Linked DNA regions of Macaca mulatta: region 2 is linked to region 1. A link is a contact called in public Hi-C data. All regions are on one chromosome and are shown on one strand. The core of a region is the stretch at or near the end of the contact, and the rest is flanking DNA. Distances in the headings are between cores, read along the strand shown.

Region 1 (3,956 bases), core at 526-3,025:
TTTATAGGTGAGAACATGGAGGCCTGCTAACTTGAGGACTAATAGCCTATGTGAAATACAGACTCTCCCTGGGGAGACCCAGCCTGGCCCCAGCAGCTTTGGGCTTAAGCTAGAATCCACAGGCCTGTCTGGCCTCAGGCTGGTCTCGTTTAGGAGAGGACCAGCTGTTGGCCTTTCCTCCTCTGCCCCCACTTCCTTATTACTGTTCAAGCTGCTGAGTTCAGAACACATTCAGGACCCTCTTGGTTCAGCATTTAATGGGATGGCAGGCAGAGGAGAAGAGAGGCTTTCAAAATAACGACTGGCAAACGAAAAAGAGGCATTCAGTAAAAGTGACAAGCATGGTCACTGGATTTCCTGACCCTTCTGGCTTTTTTCCTCTCCATGGGGAAAGTGCCTAATTGTATTTCACTGGCCAGCAGCCAAAGAACAGTGTATCTGGGAGCCACCTCCAGATCTCTCAGCAGCCTCTGGTCGATGCTCGGAAGCCCCCAGCAGAGCTGCTTGTCCATTTGGATGCAATGACTCAAGGCTGACTTCCTGAACATTTTGCCTTGGGTCCGTTGTAATTTCCTACCTTGGGAGAATGTTGGGTGGGCATTTAGGATTTTGAATCAATTAAATAGCAGAGTCCAGGGCTAGACATGGAGGGTCCTTAGCAAGGTTAGTGGACAGCATTGTGCAGTTGATCTGGAACAAGCATCAGCAGACCTGGAATCCCTGCTGGCTCATTAGTGGCATGATGCCAGCCACTTTACCTGGCAGATGCCTCTGCAGGGAAAATTCCAGCAGGTACTTACCACCAACAGAACTAAGAGGGCCACTTAGGATCTAAGTCACCCAGAGATGCAGGTGTGGGGGCTGCCTTGAAGCTCGAAGTGACTTGAGTTTGGTAGCAGTTTCAAAAAGTGACACACCCAATCCTACAGCTCTTGATTTCTGGCCCAATCTCAGACTTGCCTTGTATTGCAAAGTCCTAAAGCCAAATTCACCAGAAAGGCAGGCCCTTCACACGTTAACCTGCATGCACTATGTGCCATGCACTGTGCTAAGCACCTAGCAGTCGTATCTCATGAAATATGAAATTCTTACGACAGACTGAGAAGGTGGGTACTGTCATTATCCTCTTTTTACAGTCAAGGAAACTGAAGTTCAGGGAAGTCATCTGATTTCTCCAAATCACCCAGCCGGTGAAAGAAAGAGCTCGAATCTGAGCCCAAGTTCTGACGCTGAAACCTGTGTTCTGTCGGTTGTGCCGAGAATTAAACCCCCATACTGTGTGATAGTTGACTTAGGTGAGGCTATATCATGCATTAATTCAGATTCACCTGAGGATGCAGCAGAAAAAGATCAACAAGAATGCAGGGCTATGCCTAGGGGCTCACTTCTTTGTCTCCTACCCTTTTCCGAAACCCAGGGTGCCGGGAGGCATCTCCCGTATCATTTTACAGATGCTGGGACATAGCCCAGGTACCTAAACTCAAAGCACTCAGGTCCACTGACAGCCCACTTCAGTGCACAGGGTCTGCCCTCCTTCCCTTCCACCTCCTCCCGAACAGCACCGCGCTCGACAGCGGGGGAAACAGAACAGAGATGGTCTTACTTCTCAGGTCGAGTCCTTGGGAAGGGAAGTCAGGAGCGTGTTGCTGGGTTCCTCACTCCACTGGGAAGTCCCAGACTAGCAAGGAGGGCTGCCTCTAGAGGGCGGTTCTTAAACCCCTGGGAACGGGAGGCTGCTGAAATGTGCCAACAAGTGAGACAGCCTTTGCATTCCTGTTTATTCTGGTATCAATAAAAAGGAACTGTTACTATAGTAACAGATATTTCACTTGGTACACGGCCACTTCCACGATGCGGAACATCATGTCCAAGCCACACGCTTGAGAGGCACAAATAAATACCCATTTTGTCAGATTGATGAGGAATAAGAAACACGCCAAGCTTTGTTCTGAGCAAGGCAGCTCACGTAAAGGAATTTCCCTTGTTTTTTATGGGAGGGTCAGGCAAGAGTGGATTCCAGCACTTCCCCATGGGAGGGGAAGCCAAGCTTCCTGCGGCAGTGGTGTGGATTCTTCAGGAGAAAATGGCTCTGGGGGGAAAGGGGTGGGGTGTAAAGGGAGGGGAAACTGCTCAGCATTGGGTCAGTTCTTGATTATCCACGAATGGGTCAGAAACTCCGTACACAACATTTTCCTGATACCCCGAACGCCATGGGCACTTCACAGAGGAGCCAACAGGAGAGTGTAGGAGAGGGGAAGCACCGTGTCTGGGTCTCAGCAGGCTCGAGTGTTGGCCCTGGCTCCAGCACCAGCCCCTTCAGCAGCCACTCAGTGTCTCTGTGTCTTGGTTTCTGTGTTTGTCAAACGTGGAGCATACCAGGGTGGTTGGGAGGTGACATGGATGAGATGACATTAGTGAAGCACACAGTCAAAGCTCAGCATATGGGACTTTTCTCCAGCAGAGACCTGGACTCTATGTGAACTGAGGCCAGAGCCCAGCATGGTGCATTTTGCCTGGCAGAATATGTGTTCCATAAGTAGTGGCTCAAAGAATGAACGTGTGAATGTAAAATATAAAAGTAGGCCAGGAATGGTGGCTTACACTTGTAATTCCAGCACTTTGGGAGGCCGAGGCAGGCAGATCACTTGAGGTCAGAAGTTTGAGACCAGCCTAGCCAACATGGTAAAACCCTGTCTCTGCTAAAAATACAAAAATTAGCCAGGCGTGGTGGCACACACCTGTAATCCCAGCTACCCGGGAGGCTGAGGCAGGACAATCGCTTGAACTTGGGAGGCGGAGTTTGCAGTGAGCCAAGATTGGGCCACTGCCCTCCAACCTGGGTGATGGAGCAAGACTGTCTCAAAAGAACCTGAAAAACAAACAAACAAACAAAAAAACCAAGAAAAGTAAAAAATGTATGTAGATCCTTAAGGCCAGCCTTGGGTGCTTATGGATAATGGAGGCATTCTCCTAATTTCAGAATCAACTTTCATTCGAAAAGCTAGAAGTGTCTTCTATTGTATAGTGTCATCCTAGTCCCCCATTGAGGAAGCTGGGGTCTACTAGTTGACCGGGCCTCCACCCCAACTTTACTTTCTCATGGAGTCTTGGTTGGCTGGAAGGCGATGAGGCCTAGGACATGCATCACAGGCGAATGGAGGCATTACCAATGCAACTTTGTGTCTTCTTAGGCCTATATTATTTGTGCATTTAACAAACATTTATTTAGTTCCTACTGTGTTCCTGGCACTGTTCTAAGTGCTGGGGGTACCATGTGAATGACACAGGTAATATCCCTGCCATCAGGGAACCTACCTGCAAGGGGGATACCCAGTAAAGAAGGAGACACTCAGGATGACGTCAGGCAGTGAGGAATGCCGTGATGAACGCAAGGCTGGGTGAGGTGAAAGGGGGTGGTGTTTTAGGGTAGCTGAATCACAAGGAGTCAGTTGTGTGAAGTCTGTATACACGGGAGAGTCTTTGTCAGGTGGGAAGAGCCAGTGGAAAGGCCCAGGCTGGGTGGATCCTGGTATGATGTAAAGGCAGGCTGGGCGCCATCTTGGGAGCGAGGGAGGTGAGAGACGGGTGGAGTGGGAGGGACAGAGCAGGCACGTCCAGGGAGTCTTGGCCACGCTGACCATTCTCGAACCACTTAAACTTAGAGGGTCTCAAATTCTTGGGCAAAAACAACTTTCTGGAAACAATGTGTGGTCCTTTTTGTTTCTTCTTCCCCAGTTCTGCATTTCTTGAGGCACTTTGAATGGTAGCCCCCTCAGCCTCCCACCCTGCTCTGCCTTAACTTCCGCAAACTCTCATGGTAGAAGAGGACAGCTAGATTCTTGTTCAAACCACTCTTTGCTGACCCTGGTTCCTTGCACACATTGTCCTGCTCTGCAAAGAAGTATTTTGAGTATTTCCTAGGGTCTTTGGTGGCTCAGATGAACCAGTCCCAGTGC
Region 2 (3,956 bases), core at 828-3,327, 47 kb after region 1:
CCCACCCCCCCCAAAAAAAAGCATTTAGCATAGTGGCTGCTGGTGGGGTTGGAGCTTGACAATTGACATTCCTCTTCTTCCTTTCTGACATATTCCCTCACACCTTGGGATGGAACATCTGTCAGTGCAATTGGAATTCAATTCACATGCAGTCAGAGACTTAGAAGAGCAGGTGGGGCAAGCCCTGGGGCTGGAATGCACAGAAGTGTTGGCTGTGGATAGAAATTAGGAGGGAGTTCCAGGCAGGCAAATGGAATGAGCAAAGGTGGAGAGGCTGGAATGATCCCGGAGACCAGGGCCCAGTGAGGAGGCTGCTGGGCAGCACGGGGGCTCTGCCTTTGCTGGGGGGGGGGTACTTTTTCCTCACCCCCATGAGCTCCTGACACATTTCTCCTCTTGTCCTCGAGCCTCCCATTGTGGGCCCAGAAGTCCTATGGGAACCCAGCTGTGGAGTCTCCATAGCACCCAGGAGTGAGGTGCGAGGCCCCATTCCCCTCAGAGAAGCCGTCTGAGGCAGTGGGCAGAGTCGGGGTGATAGGATGGCATGGGCTGTCCTGATGAGGTCCTCACGCGTCACTGAGCTGGGTGCAACGAGCTGGCATCCTCTGCTGGGCTGGGCAGCCCTGAGCACCAGGCAGGCCCATCCATCATCGGTGGGGAAAATTGTTCAGGGAGCCAGCAGGGCCCAGCCAGATGTATGCCGTCTGGGCTCCATGAGAATGAACACGCCCTTTCAGGCCATTCATCAAATTTAGCCATAGTGCTTCTATTTTTTTCCCCTTTTGTTTCAGTCAAGGCAACTTTCTCGTAATGAAGACGAATGCAAAGCAATGAGTGGCTTGGTAAATAACAGGGTCAGAGGACAGGACTCCTTCAGGGCCACAAAAAACCTGGGTGGTGTTGGGTTTGGAGAAATGTTTTAGAGAATGAAAGCCAAATGTACGAACCTCCAGGGGCCTCTGCTGCTGCCTCCCGCCCTGCGGAAGCTCCACCTGCCGCCTCTAGAGCAGCAGCAACAGGACCATGTGCCATTCCCTGAGCACCCACTGAGTGCCGGGCACCTCACCCAAGCCTACTGTGGAAGGTAAATCATCATGCTGCTTGACAGCTGAGGAAACTGAGGCTCAGAGGGGTTAAATGAGATACCCCGAGAGGGGCTCCGGGTGGGATGTGAGCACTGTTGTGTTTCTACCTTCAGAAGCGCTGGCAGTGGGGTTTGCTGTTTGAGAGGCCAGGCTCTTAGGGTGGCCTGGGTCAAATGTTAACTCCACCCTTACCAGCTGGGTGACCCTGAGCCTCTTGCTTAACCTCTCCATGTCTCTAGATTTCTGGGGGATAAAACTCTCCATGTCCAAGAACTGTTTGAAGATTGAATGAGCGAATTGGTGCAGAAGTGGCAGTGCATGGGAGCTGTGCTCAGGAACATTTTCCTTTTAGTAGCCCCTTTAAGGGCGTCATTACGGTCGCAGCCTGGGGCACTGGACTTGTGCAGGGGCAGCCTCTGGAAGCTTTTGGTTGTGTCCTTTATCCTGGGCGAGGGCACTGACCGCTGCTGATTGGGGTGGAGGATGGCACGCCCACATTCTGTTGGTGTCTGTGAACTGGCTGGTGTCTGAGGCCCATGGAGGGTGCTTTTTTTGAACCCATTGCTGCCCCAGGACCTGTGGCCTTGCTGTGCAATGCAAGGGCTTAAAATGTGGCTCCTGTCCAGACATCTGGGTTGCACTCACCTCTTTAGTATCAATGCATGCCCAACGGGTCAAATGTTGAAACTTCTGGAATGTTCCAAACAGTGTTAGAGGGATTGCTTCTGTGCGTTAAAATACCTTCTTGCAAAAACCCTGATAGAGGAAAGGGAACTTTGGTGCCCTTGATAGGGGCAGATTTAAAAAAATGCCAAGTCCAAGGGAAGTTCAGGCCCTGCCTAAGAAGAACAGAAGCAACAATGTCTGTGTTTTGACTCCTGGCCCCGTGGTCTATCTGTCACACCCTCGACCCTTTCAGCGTTCTTCCGCTCTCTCTGCCCACCCCGCAGCTGGAGAGAACACTGTCTCTCCTCCTGGAGGTCCATTACAATGAAATGTCCAGCACCCACCCTCCCTTCCATTGAGTAGCAGTCATGCCATTGGGAGACAGATCTCCGGCTCCAAGGGTGGGCTCTGGTTGGTCTTAACCAACCACGTGATCCCTTCCATCCCCTGCCAGTGTGGGTTTAGGATTCTAGGCAAAGCCTATGCCCCTGACATTCCCCAAGGGACAAAGGTGACTTCACCTAAAAGTGAAGTCCAGACCTTGCCTAAGAGGAATAGAAGCAACGATGTTGTGTTTTGACTCCTGGCCCAGGGGTCATGTGCCCAGTCACCTCTGCTTCAACTGTCACACACACTCCCAACTATTTTTTACCTGCCTATCAGTCTCCACAACTGACAGGGATGGCCTCAAGGGCAGGGGCTGTGTCTCCTCACCCTTGGCTCCAGCTCCACATAGGCCCTGGCACAGGGCAGCAGGTGCCTGACCAACAGCCTTCTGTGGGAGGTTGGGGTGGGGCTGAGGAAGATGCCGTGGACAGAGCTATGGACCAGGAAGGGTGGGATGGGCTGAGTTGTTTGGAGTCAAGCAGAACGGGGTCAAAATCCTACCCAATAAAAATAAGAAATAAAAATAAAACTTTAAACACCCCCCTACCCGGCAAGTGACTGAACAGACCCCCTCTTGGCCAAGGAGACCCCAGAGAAATCTTGAAAACCAAGTTTCTGGCCATGACGGGATGGGAGGTTGCACGCGCCCCGTAGTGCCCCATCCCTTGATAACCTCCATTAGACTTTCTTCCCTAAGAGCTAAACAGAAACCGGCCTTTTCAAAAGACTCCATACTGATTTCAACCAACTGCGCCTCCCTTTTGTGGTTTTAACACAAAAACCAACCAGCATTTTTTCTTGATAAGAGACCACGGATCATGGAGCGGTTCTAACCAGTCTGCAGAGGATGCACAGTGAGGGTTTTTGTGCCCCCTGCTTCACCTTTGACATCAGAGGGCTGAAAACTCCACCCTCTGATCACACTAAGGCCAACATTTTTTTGTATCTGGGGCCCATAAGAGGCATGGAGCTCAACTGTGCATGCAGATGTTTCTCCTTTCATAAATATGCATGACTCCTCCCACAGCTTATTGAATATGTATATTTGGCCATGCTGCTCAGCATAAATTTCTATTCCCTTTGCCTCTTCCTCAAAGTGTCAGTTTCTGGATTCTGGCCAGAGGCCATGCTTCCCAGCCTGTCAGAATGGCCACCCTGCAGGCTGCAACTCTTTATGAGAAATAAAGCTCCTCTTTCCAAATTAACAACAGCAACAACAACAGCACCCTGCTCTTTCCCCCACTAGCTGCATGACCCTGGCTAAGAAATTACTTCTTCCTTGAGTTTCTCAACCTTGATGGAACAGGTCATCACTGGTTGCCTGAGGATCAGAGTCCCCTGTTTATTGGGGAGCCTCTGGGGGTGGGGTAGCACACAAAGCACTTCAAAGGCATCATCTTGTTGAACCTCCCACGAAGCAGGTACCAGCCCCCTTTTACAAACAAGAAGCTGAGGTCCAGAGGGGTTCAGGTCATCGCCACAGTAGGTGGGTGGTGGAGCTGGGACCCGGCAGCCTGGCTATGCCACTGGGACGGCAGTGCTGGGTCGCTGTGGGCGGAGAGCAGTGAGCATGTAGGACAATCCTGAGAGCTAGTGAGTAAGTGCAGGCCCCTCCCCTCTTTGCCCCTAAGAGGCTGACCCAGGAGGTCTGACTGGCCCTGAGAAAGTGACTGTTTCACAAGCTCCCTCCTATTCCCCACACCACAACGCTGATGCAGGGGTCCACAGAGCACATTTCCAGAAACACTGCTGAGGCAGTGCTGTCTACAAACCTCTAGCTGAGAGCTCAGGCTTAGAAGGCGAGGGATAATAACATGA

The links. A called contact is a pair of places that touch in the nucleus more often than the background predicts.
Region 2: a contact with region 1 is called in a Hi-C map of cortical neurons, with 5 times the contacts expected there. The contact joins the enhancer-like site here to the promoter of FAM107A in region 1. A contact is called at or near these places in 7 of 14 Hi-C or Micro-C datasets (blood, cortical neurons, fetal cortex germinal zone and 4 more).

Annotation. Positions count from the first base shown.
Region 1 is chr2:122,160,754-122,164,709 of T2T-MMU8v2.0, forward strand. FAM107A (family with sequence similarity 107 member A) reads right to left here and starts at 1,776. Exons shown (of 4, transcript NM_001257546.1): 1 at 1,604-1,776.
Region 2 is chr2:122,207,639-122,211,594 of T2T-MMU8v2.0, forward strand. It overlaps a transcript of FAM107A not described here. Among named protein-coding and RNA genes, the nearest start is that of FAM3D, 44 kb to the right of the region's middle. Within about 2 kb of position 2,078, at least 2 of the 40 cell types and tissues checked have an H3K27ac peak or open chromatin away from gene starts, as enhancers often do.